2 separate regions of the Salmo salar genome follow, and region 2 is linked to region 1. A link is a contact called in public Hi-C data. All regions are on one chromosome and are shown on one strand. Each heading gives the region's core, a stretch centred on a gene start, on an enhancer-like site or on the middle of the called end of the contact. The rest is flanking DNA. Distances are from core to core; before and after follow the strand shown. Region 1 overlaps LOC106599248 (apoptosis regulator Bcl-2). Region 2 holds the start of LOC106599248 (apoptosis regulator Bcl-2).

Region 1 (6,086 bases), core at 1,151-3,650:
CCACACCGACACATGCTACACAAATCTACACGAGCACACAAAGGTTTCATGCTACAACTAGTAGTCCGAACAAAAACGACACATGCCAAACCCGCCCCTCCTCTCCTCTCTTGTCAAGCCCTCAGTTGTCTCTCCAATCTTTCTGTGATTACAGTTAAACGGCGCGGCTTTCATTACATGTTTTCTTCTGTGTGGGCAGTGACTCTGTTTCCTGCTGTTGTTTGATTTGCATCTTTGTTTTTGAAGTGAGGGTTAAGAAAGAGGGAGTTTTTTCGAGAACAGGGAGAGAAAGAGAAAGAGAGAGGCTTTGAAGACATGCAGGTTGGGGATTCGGGATCGTCTCGGAGGGGGCAGGGCTGCCTTTGAAAAGAGAAAGTAGCAAAAGGGAGTACAAAAAAAGAGGGAGAGAAAACGAGAACTCCTTCACTTCTGTGTAAGGTATGCTCCAATGGTAAGGCTTGCGGCCCCCAGTGCAGCCAGGCCGAAGACGGTCTTGATGGATGGCCACGAACAGAACACAGAGTCCCTCTGTCTGTCATAGAGCTCAACAAAGGCCTCCTGAGAGAGAGAGACAGAGAGAGAGACAGAGTTAATACAAGCAGTGTGTGTGTATTCTTGTGTTCAAAGCTAGCTGGGGGGTCTCCTTTGGAAGTGCCTGCATATCTAAACCCCCTTGGATGCCATCCAACTCCAGTGTTATTACATGCAGGAAGCCAGATCCATTTCAAACCAGCTCCCCTCACACCCGTAACACCCCTCGTGCTCACCCCCGCAAAACTCTGAGGGCCCCTCATAAACACAACACACACACACGAATGAACGCACACACACACCCTAGAGTACTCATGGACACAACCCAAGACAAACACTCCACATGAAAACATACACTGCGTCCTATTGATGTCTTGATGCAAGCTACAGTACACTGTATATGGTCATTCATTAATGGAAAACACAGCATAACAGCTGTGATGCTCCATAGATGCTTCACGGTCCTACAACAGTCTGTTACCGGTGCAACTGCTTCTCCATAATCTCAATGAATACAGCCTGTTATAAAACGATCCCATATGTCCTTATCGTGTACAGTAGAATATTCACCCTGGCTTAATGTATTTATGGCCCATGTGCTGCTGTATGAGGAAATCAAGATGTCCATTTAGAAGCCTTCAGGCCTTGACAGTGAGAACAGCTAGATGGGAAGTTAGAGTATAGAGATCCCCCCTTGAAGACCCCATAAATGGTTGGTGTTGATTAACCTGTATCAAACTGGTCAACCCAAGAAGGAGTGCACCATTGGATATAGGAGGGGTCTGAGGGTTGGGGGGTGCAGGAAACATGATATTGTAGTGTTTTCCTCAGAGCTGAAGGGGGGCCATGTTGTTTATGCCCCTGCCCTATAGTAAGTCCCTAAACCCTAGACCGGTAATACATTGTCGTTACAGCAGTAGCACTAACCCTAACCCTAGACTGCCTTAACATTGATAATCATATAAACAATTAATTTGAGATACAATGGATTATAGGTACAAAATGCACACCCATCACCTCAATAGTGGAGTACTACTGTAGTTTGGCTGGTAACCTGATTATGGGTGAATTCAATTGTTAAGTTCAATTCAATTCAATTCTACATTATTAGTCCCCTGAGGGCCAAATTCTTTTCAGTCCGTCTCGATTAGATCAAGGCTACATTTACCTACACAAATTATGTTATTTACTATTTGTAGAGCAAGACAAATATATGTTTGTTTCAAAATTGCCCTTGATCAAATAGAAAGATAAACTGGGCCATCTTCTATGAACAGTGTCACAGTGTTAGGGAGTGTAAGAGAATATTTCCAGTAAAGCAAACCAAGCCTCACAGGATGACTAAAAAAGGCAATCTATTTCAAATGGCTACGGAAGACAAAAGTATTTCCTGCCTCCCTCTTCTCTCCCCCTTTCCTTTCCTGTAGCATTCCTGAGGCCAGGGGCCATTGAGAGTCAGGATCAGATCAGCAGTTTCTTCACTTTAGGTGCTCTGTTATCAAAACACACAACCATTCCTAGCCAGATACTGTTCACTAAACCAACAGACATTTCTCCTATTGTTGTCATTGTTAGCATTTTCTTTGTTGTTGCTGAAATGAGCACAAAATTAAAAAGGAGCTAATTAAAAAGGCATGTAGGTCATTCTCTGTCTCCTTAAATGCCCCTCTCCCCCCTCGTTGATCAAATCAAATCAACGTTTATTTGTCACGTGCGCCGAACACAACAGGTGTAGACCTTACAGTGAAATGCTTACTTACAGGCTTTAACCAACAGCGCAATTGTTAAGTAAAAAAAATGGTATTAGGTGAACAATAGATAAGTAAAGAAATAAAAACAACAGTAAAAAGACAGAGACAAATAACAGTAGCGAGGCTATAACAGTAGCGAGGCTATAACAATAGCGGGGCTATTTACAGGCACCGGTCAGTCAGGCTGATTGAGGTAGTATGTACATGTAAGTATGGTTAAAGTGACTATGCATGTATGATAAACAGAGAGTAGCAGTAGCGTAAAAGATGGGTTGGCGAGACACAATGCAGATAGTCCAGGTAGCCAATGTGCAGGGGCAACGGTTAGTAGGGCTAATTGAGGTAGTATTTACATGAATGTATAGCTAAAGTGACTATGCATATATGATAAACAGAGAGTAGCAGCAGTGTAAAAGAGGGGTTGGGGGGCACAATGCAAATAGTCCGGGTAGCCATTTGATTACCTGTTCAGGAGTCTTATGGCCTGCGGGTAAAAACAGTTGAAGAGCCTTTTGGTCCTAGACTTGGAGCTCCGGTACTGCTTGCCATGCGGTAGTAGAGAACAGTCTATGACTGGTGTGGCTGGGGTCTTTGACAATTTTTTGGGCCTTCCTCTGACACTGCCTGGTGTAGAGGTCCTGTATGGCAGGCAGCTTAGCCCCAGTGATGTACTGGGCCATATACACTAACCTCTGTAGTGCCTTGCGTTCGGAGGCTGAGCAGTTGCCGTACTAGGCAGTGATGCAACCAGTCAGGATGCTCTCGATGTTGCAGCTGTAGAACCTTTTGAGGATCTGAGGACCCATGCCAAATCTTTTTAGTTTCCTGAGGGGGAATAGGCTTTGTCGTGCACTCTTCAGGACTGTCTTGGTGTGTTTGGACCATTCTAGTTTGTTGGTGATGTGGACACCAAGGAACTTGAAGCTCTCAACCTGCTCCACTACAGCCCTGTCGATGAGAATGGGGGCGTGCTCAGTCCTCCTTTTCCTGTAGTCCACAATCAGAGACCTGGCACCACCCGGCCAGGTCTCTGACCTCCTCCCTATAGGCTGTCTCGTCATTGTCGGTGATCAGGCCTACCATTGTTGTCTCATCAGCAAACTTAATGATGGTGTTGGAGTCGTGCCTGGCAATGCAGTCATGAGTGAACAGGGAGTACAGGAGGGGACTGAGCACGCAACCCTGAGGGGCTCCAGTGTTGAGGATCAGCGTGGTGGATGTGTTGCTACCTACCCTCACCACCTGGGGGTGGCCCATCAGGAAGTCCAGGGTCCAGTTGCAGAGGGAGGTGTTTAGTCCCAGGATCCTTACCTTAGTGATGAGCTTTGAGGGCACTATGGTGTTGAACACTGAGCTGTAGTCAATGAATAGCATTCTCACGTAGGTGTTCCTTTTGTCCAGGTGGGAAAGGGCAGTGTGGAGTGCAATAGAGATTGCATCATCTGTGGATCTGTTTGGGCGGTATGCAAATTGGAGTGGGTCTAGGGTTTCTGGCTACGGACGTGAGTGCTATGGGTCTGTAGCCATTTAGGCAGGTTGCTTTAGTGTTCTTGGGCACAGGGACTGTGGTGGTCTGCTTGAAACGTGTTGGTATTACAGACTCAATCAGGGACATGTTTAAAATGTCAGTGAAGACACCTGCCAGTTGGTCAGCACATGCCCGGAGCACACGTCCTGTTAATCCGTCTGGCCCCGCAGCCTTGTGTATGTTGACCTGTTTAAAGGTCTTACTCACGTCGGCTACGGAGAGCGTGATCACACAGTTGTCCGGAACAGCTGATGCTCTCATGCATGCCTCAGTGTTGCTTGCCTCGAAGCGAGCACAGAAGTAATTTAGCTCGTCTGGTAGGCTCGTGTCACTGGGCAGCTCGCGGCTGTGCTTCCCTTTGTAGTCTGTTATAGTTTGCAAGCCCTGCCACATAAGACGAGCGTCGGAGCCGGTGTAGTACGATTCAATCTTAGCCCTGTATTGTCGCTTTGCCTGTTCGATGGACGTTGGTCGTTGGACGGCATAGCAAGATTTTTCATAAGCTTCTGGGTTAGAGTCCCGCACCTTGAAAGTGGCAGCTCTATAATTTAGCTCAGTGTGAATGTTGCCTGTAATCCATGATTTCTGGTTGGGGTATGTACGTACAGTCACTGTGGGGACAACATCCTCGATGCACTTATTGATAAAGCCAGTGACAGTGACTGATGTGGTGTACTCCTCAATGCCATCGGAAGAATCCCAGAACATATTCAAGTCTGTGATAGCAAATAAGTCCTGTAGCTTAGCATCTGCTTCATCTGACCACTTTTTTATAGACCGAGTCACTGGTGCTTCCTGCTTTCATTTTTGCTTGTAAGCAGGAATCAGGAGGATAGAATTGTGGTCAGATTTACCAAATGGAGGGCGACGGAGAGCTTTGTACGCGTCTCTGTGTGTGGAGTACAGGTGATCTAGAATTGTTTTCCCTCTGGTTGCACATTTAACATGTTGATAGAAATTAGGTAGAACTGATCTAAGTTTCCCTGCATTAAAGTCTCTGGCCACTAGGAGTGCCACCTCTGGGTGAGCGGTTTCCTGTTTGCCTATTTCCTTATACAGATGACTGAGTGCAGTCTTAGTGTCAGCATCTGTCTGTGGTGGTAAATAAACAGACACAAAAAGTATGACAACTCTCTTGGCAAATAGTGTGGCCTGCATTTTATCATAAGATACTCTACTTCAGGCAAGCAAAATCTAGAGACTTCCTATGATTTCGTGCACCAGCTGTTGTTTACAAATATGCACAGACCGGCGCCCGTAAAACTGCTGCCATTTTATACCCATCCACCCACCAACACACACACCCTTCCATCCTTCTCAGCACAGGTATTATTTAGTGTGCGGGTGCCTCAGTCAGACCTCCTACTGTGAGGAACGTTGTACAGCTCCTCTGCTAAAAACATCGGCTGCCTGTTGCCCTTCTTTTCCCACCTACCCACCACAGGAAAAACTGTTTGCTGCGACAACACAGACTGGTTGCCACCGGTTGCCACTACAAGCCGTTGCATGATACCTTCCTGACCATGGCATGATAATATTATGGATAGCTAGACAAAATTGCAAAAAGGAAATGTGCATCTATAGCAGCAATAAATGATATAACATGTGGGGTTCCGAACAATGGATAATTCAAATGCAACAACTGACTAGACATTCCATTTAGAAAACCCCAGAATGGTACTTTGTGTAATAACCTGAGACAGGGAGCACCAGGGGTTGATGGGTAATGGAGTTGATGGGTCAGTCAGGTGGACATCATGAGACCGTGGCGTGGTACATCATGCTCTAATTCTCTAGGTCAGCTCCCAGACACCAGTTAGTTTCTCACCATTACAGATAACATGTGACTACTGTTGAAAAACAACAACTAGAGGTCAGTCTCTCTCTCTCTCTCTCTCTCTCTCTCTCTCTCTCTCTGTCCTTTTTCCAAATGCAAGGTCAGAGGAGACAGGGAAAGGGCCTTTAGCTTACACAAAGATAGTGAAATATCATTCTGCTATCCATGCAAGAACAAAAACAAGACAAGTAGTTTGCCCTTCACCAAGACCATCTGCTAGCTTAAGTAGGTGAGTGACTGGGGAATCAGTCCAGTGTTACATACAGTCTTTCAGCGCTGAAGTTCACCTAGAGTGCTTCGTTGATCAACACACACGGGTGCCAAGAATCAAACAAAAATCCAGCCCAACCTTCTATCAGGCCCAGTAAATATTTTTTGCTTTATATTTATGACAACATTCACATTGTCACGTAGCAAATCCCTTGGAGACCCACAGCAG
Region 2 (5,729 bases), core at 873-3,372, 54 kb after region 1:
CTGCCAATTAGGGACACATTTTTGGCAGTTTGGCCTTATAGATGTAGAGCTGTAGAGGACAGCAGTCGTAAAGGGGTGGCCACATTGTTCATCTTCAGAGGGGAAATAGTAGTAACAAAAGAAAAACAGAACAGAGGATGTTGTGTGGCTGGTAGTGGTGGATGTGCATACTCAGATATTTGGTGATAAATGCATTGTGTGTGTGGTGTGTGTCTGTGTGTGTGTGTGTGTGTGTGTGCGTGCGTGCGTGTGTGTGTGTGTGTTTGGTGTGTGTTCGTGTGTTACTGTGGATCCAAATCAAGTATCCAAAATGTGTGAGTGCGTGTGTACAGTATAGATTTAGTATGGGGATCTCATCGTTTTTTGGTCATGTAGATCTCTGACAAGTGGTCTTCATCTCTTGTCCCGTCTCGCCCGGGGCTGGTAGCCTACACTATTAACTTGATGTCACCCTTTCCCCTGACGTGTGTCTGTTCTGCTCTGCCCTGCCATGGATGTGGAACTACACAGATATAATGATCCTATCCTACTAGTGCCTCAGCCGCTCTGTGTGCAGTACAGACAGTTCTATGCTGATAGTGTGTCACAGACATCTATGAGTGAACGCAGTATAGTGAATAACAGCAGTATAACAGGCATATAACCTAGGCTATAGGACAAAATAAACAAAATAACATTTAATATGTTTTATTGTCACATACACCGGTTACGTGCAGTGAAACGTTTGGTTTTACCCCCCCACCCTGGAATTTACCCCCCCACCCTGGAACTACAAGGCATCTGCCACTGATGGCTACAGTCGACGGAGGCGGGTTTGAGCGTAGGGAGGTGTGACAGCGACGGTAATATTTCATTGGCCAGACATGCTAGACAAACAGCCAGAACATCAAATCAGGAAGACTAGTCAATTATGTCGTTCATATCCAGACGTTCCCTCCGCATCATGCGTAGGCTAATGTAAACTAAAGCAGTAGGTTACACATACCCATCCCCCGTTCTCCTGAATCCAGCTGAGCAGTGGTCCATTTAGATACTCTGTCATCCACACCGCGATGTGATCCACCTGCGACGTCATCTCCTTGTTCACGCATTCCACGCATATTGTGCCCCCGAACTCGAAGAAGGCGATAATCCGTCCCCAGTTAACCCCATCCCTGAACAGCTCGTCTATCACCTCTCTAAATCTCCTCTCAGCCGTGGAGGATGTGAGATACAGCTGGTGTGACATCTCTGCGAAGTCGGGCTGGTACAGTCTTTCGAGTTCATCCCCGGCCTCACGCAAAACTCTGTGAATAGCTGCATGCGGGTCCGGTTGGGAGAGCCATTTGGAAAGACTAGGGACGCTGCTCGGGCCGGCGTTATTGGCCCCGTGGCACCGCCGTGCCAAACCCAGCCGAGGAGAAATCATCGACCCATTATTAGCGGCACCTTCCTCCTCCTCGGCATCCTCGAAATCCCACGCATATCCTCGTTTCAAGAGTTTGTGACAAATGTACTTTTCCACTATGAAGCGGTTGTCGTCGTTTGCCATTATGATTGCCACTGATGACCTCCAAAATCCTCGTTTTTAAGAATAATACATCATAATTGTAGATATGCACTGCATCGCACAATACATCAGATCAAACGAAAAGTGTATTTCTGAGAAAATGTTCTGGTCAAGTTTTTAGGATAGCCGCCTACAATTGAACGGTGCAAAACGAAACACTGGAAAGGGAGCGATGTGCGTGGTTTGAAAAACGGCCCCTTCACCCAACTAGGCTGAAACCGTGAAAAGTCCAAATATAAACCACGTCAGAATTTCCAAATGTTCCCAATTGTGCTCTCAAAACAAATATTCGAAGCGTTGGTCAAAAAGTGGCGACAGTTCCCTTCTCTGTAGACTCCAAATCTAGACAGCCAGAAATACGGAAGAGATAAAAAATATTCTCCATATGCACATAATGTACACTACAAATACATGACCGAAAATCTACATATGAAGGTCAACGTCGCATGCATCCAGAATATGATACAGAAAACTATTCCAGCGGCGTTTTACGCATTCAGAGAGACGTTTTGAGTGAGGAATGTATCCCACAATTGCTGCCTGTTGTACACTCTTTGCTGCTGTGCTGGTGAGGTATTTCTTGTGTCAGGGGCGTTTCTAGGATTTGAAGACATTAGGGGCTTAGCCCAAAGCCAGTAGGGGGATCCGGGGGCATTCTACCCCGGTAAAAAATAAGGAATTTCAAGAGCTAAATGCATGAATTTGGTGCACTTTGAGATGAACATTGAGAGATTAGATATTTTTCAAGTAACTTGCACTTTCCCTCCTGCCACAGCAGACACTGCCGGTACTTAATTACAGAAACTATGTGGGTCTCTCTGCTGGAACATCCCCTGACTTTTTCCAAATTTTGAAGTTTAAAATTTAAGTTTAAAAGCCTGATTAAATTTAGATTTTGTGTCACAGGCCTACACACAATACCCCATAATGTCAATGTGGAATTATGTTTTTAGACATTTTTACAAATTAATTAAAAATGAAAAGCTGAAATATCTTGAGTAAATAAGTATTGAATGAAATCATCAACAGTATCCAGATCCATTGGATGTAGTGATCACAATATAGTAGCCATATCGAGTAAAACCAAAGTTCCAAAGGCTGGGCCTAATATAGTGTATAAGAGGTCATACAAGAGGTTTTGTAGTGATTCCTATGTTGTTGATGTAAAGAATATTTGTTAGTCCGTGGTGTGTAATGAGGAGCAAACAGACATTGCACTTGACACATTTATGTAATTGCTTATCCCAGTTACTAATAAGCATGCACCCATTAAGAAAATGACTGTAAAAACTGTTAAATCCCTGTGGATTGATGAGGAATTGAAATATTGTAAAGGCAAAAGGAATGGCAAATAAGTCTGGCTGCACAACCAATTGACAAATGTACTGCAAATTGAGAAATCATGTGACTAAAAAGAAGAAGAAACTACACTATGAAACAAAGGTAAATTACATAAAGAATGATAGTAAAAAAGCTTTGGAGCACCTTCAATGACATTTTGGGAAAAAAGGCAAACTCAGCTCCATCATTCATTGAATCAGATGGTTCGTTCATCACAAAACTGACTGATATTGCCAACCGCAAGATTAGCACATTTAGGCATGACATGCCAGCAACAAACGCTGACACTACACATCCAAGTATACCTGACCAAATTATGAAAGACAAGAATTATAATTTTGAATTCCATAAAGTGAGTGTGGAAGAAGTGAAAAAATTATTGTTGTCTATCAACAATGACAATGCACCGTGTCTGACAACTTGGATGGCAAATTACTGAGGATAATAGCAGATGATATTGCCACCCCTATTTGCCATATCTTCAATTTAAGCTTACAAGAAAGTGTGTGCCCTCAGGGCTGGAGGGAAGCAAAAGTCATTCCTGCTTACTAAGAATAGTAAAGTCCCATTTACTGGCTCAAATAGCAGACCAATCAGCCTGTTACCAACCCATAGAACATTTTGTTTTTAAACTGGCCAGATAGAATGCTATTTTATAGTAAACAAATTGACAACAGACTTTCAACACACTTATAGGGAAGGAGATTCAACAAGCACAGCACTTACACAAATTACTGAGAGAAATTGATGATGAAATGATTGTGGGGGCTGTTTTGTTACACTTCAGCTTTTGACATTACCGATCACAGTCTGCTGCTGGAAAATCGTTTGTGTTATAGCTTTACATCCCCTGCTATATTGTGGATAAAGAGTTACCTGTCTATCAGAACACAGAGGGAGTTCTTTATTGAAAGCCTCTCCAACATAATCCAGGTACAATCAGGAATTCCCCAGGGCAGCTGTCTTGGCCCATTACTTTTTTCAATCTTTACTAACGACATATCACTGGCTTTGAGTAAAGCCAGTGTGTCTATGCATGCAGATGACTCAACACTATACACGTCAGCTACTACAGCGACTGAAATGACTGCAACACTTAACAAAGATGTGCAGTTAGTTTCAGAATGGGTGGCAAGGAATAAGTTAGTCCTAAATATTTCAAAAACTAAAAGCATTGTATTTGGGACAAATCATTCACTAAACCCTAAACCTCAACTAAATCATGTAATAAATAATGTGTAAATTGACCAAATTGAGGTGACTAAACTGCTTGGAGTAACCCTGGATTATAAACTGTCATGGTCAAAACATATTGATACAACAGTAGCTAAGATGGTGAGAAGTCTGTCCATAATAAAGCGCTGCTCTACCTTCTTAACAGCACTATCAACAAGGCAGGTCCTACAGGCTTTAGTTTTGTCGCACCTGTACTACTGTTCATTCGTGTGGTCAGGTGCCACAAAGAGGGACTTTGGAAAATTGCAATTGGCTCAGAACACTGCAGCACGGCTGGCCCTTGGAAATACACAGAGAGCAAACATTAATAATATGCATGTCAATCTCTCCTGGCTCAAAGTGGACATGTTGAAAGCACCGAGCTGTCTGTCTAGCACACAGCTCAGACACGCATACATACCCCACAAGATATGCCACCAGAGGTCTCTTCACAGTCCCCAAGTCCAGAACAGATTATGGGAGGCGCACAGCACTACATAGAGCCATGACTACATGGAACTCTATTCCACATCAGGTAACTTATGCAAGCAGTATAATCAGTTTTAAAAAACAGATGTGTTATAGATATGTGTTAGTGGAGTATTGGCCTGAGGGCACACACTTAGTGTGTTGTGAAATCTGTTATGAATGTATTGTAATGTTTTGAAAATTGTATATTGGCCTTAACATAATAAATACAAAAACAAATACAAAAGTATTGAACCCCTTTGTTATGGCAAGCTTAAATAGGTTCAGGAATAAAATGTGCTTAACAAGTTACATAATAAGTTGCATGGACTCACTCTGTGGGCAATAATAGTGTTTAACATGGTTTTTGAATGACTACCTCATCTCTGTACCCGACACACATACAATTATCTATATGGTCCCTCAGTCAAGCAGGGAATTTCAAACACAGATTCAACCACAAAGACCAGGGAGTTTTTCCAATGCCTCTCAAAGAAGGGCACCTATTGGTAGATGAGTAAAAAAAAAATTAAGTAGACATTGAATATCCCTTTGAGCATGGTGAAGTTATTAATTACACTTTGGATTGTGTATCAATATACCCAGTCACCACAAAGATACATGGTCTTGCCTAACTCAGTTGCCGGAGGGGAAGGAAATCGTTCAGAGATTTCACCATGAGTCCAATAGTGACTTTAAAACAGTTAGAGTTTAATGGCTGTGATAGGAGAAAACTGAGGATGGATCAACGACATTGTAGTTACTGCACAATACTAACCTAAATGACAGAGTGAAAAGAAGGAAGCATGTACTGTACAGAATAAAAATATTCCAAAACATGCATCCTGTTTGCAATAAGGCACTAAAGTAAAACTGCAAGAAATGTGGCAAAGAAATTCTGAATACAAAGCCTTAACTTTGGGGCAAATCCAACCACTCTTCATATTTTCAAGCATGGTGGTGGCTGAATCCTGCTATGGGTATGCTTGTCATCAGCAAGGATTATGGAGGTTTTTTTTCATGATAAAATGGAATGGAGCTAAGCACAGGCAAAATCCTAGAGGAAAACCTTGTTCAGTCTACTCTCCACCAGACACTAAGAGATGAATTCACCTTTCAGCAGGAAAATAACCTAAAACACAAGGCCAAATCTACA

The links. A called contact is a pair of places that touch in the nucleus more often than the background predicts.
Region 2: a Hi-C map of gill shows a contact between it and region 1, with 4 times the contacts expected there. The contact joins the promoter of LOC106599248 here to the enhancer-like site in region 1. A contact is called at or near these places in 2 of 3 Hi-C or Micro-C datasets (gill and muscle).

The regions. Positions count from the first base shown.
Region 1 is chrssa03:28,780,106-28,786,191 of Ssal_v3.1, forward strand. It overlaps LOC106599248 (apoptosis regulator Bcl-2), which reads right to left. Exons shown (of 2, transcript XM_014190372.2): 2 at 1-558. The coding sequence ends at 424. Among protein-coding and RNA genes, the nearest start is that of LOC106599248, 53 kb to the right of the region's middle. Within about 2 kb of position 2,401, at least 1 of the 13 cell types and tissues checked has an H3K27ac peak or open chromatin away from gene starts, as enhancers often do. A contact at or near this core is called in gill, where this site is marked.
Region 2 is chrssa03:28,834,524-28,840,252 of Ssal_v3.1, forward strand. LOC106599248 (apoptosis regulator Bcl-2) reads right to left here and starts at 2,123. Exons shown (of 2, transcript XM_014190372.2): 1 at 986-2,123. The coding sequence starts at 1,531.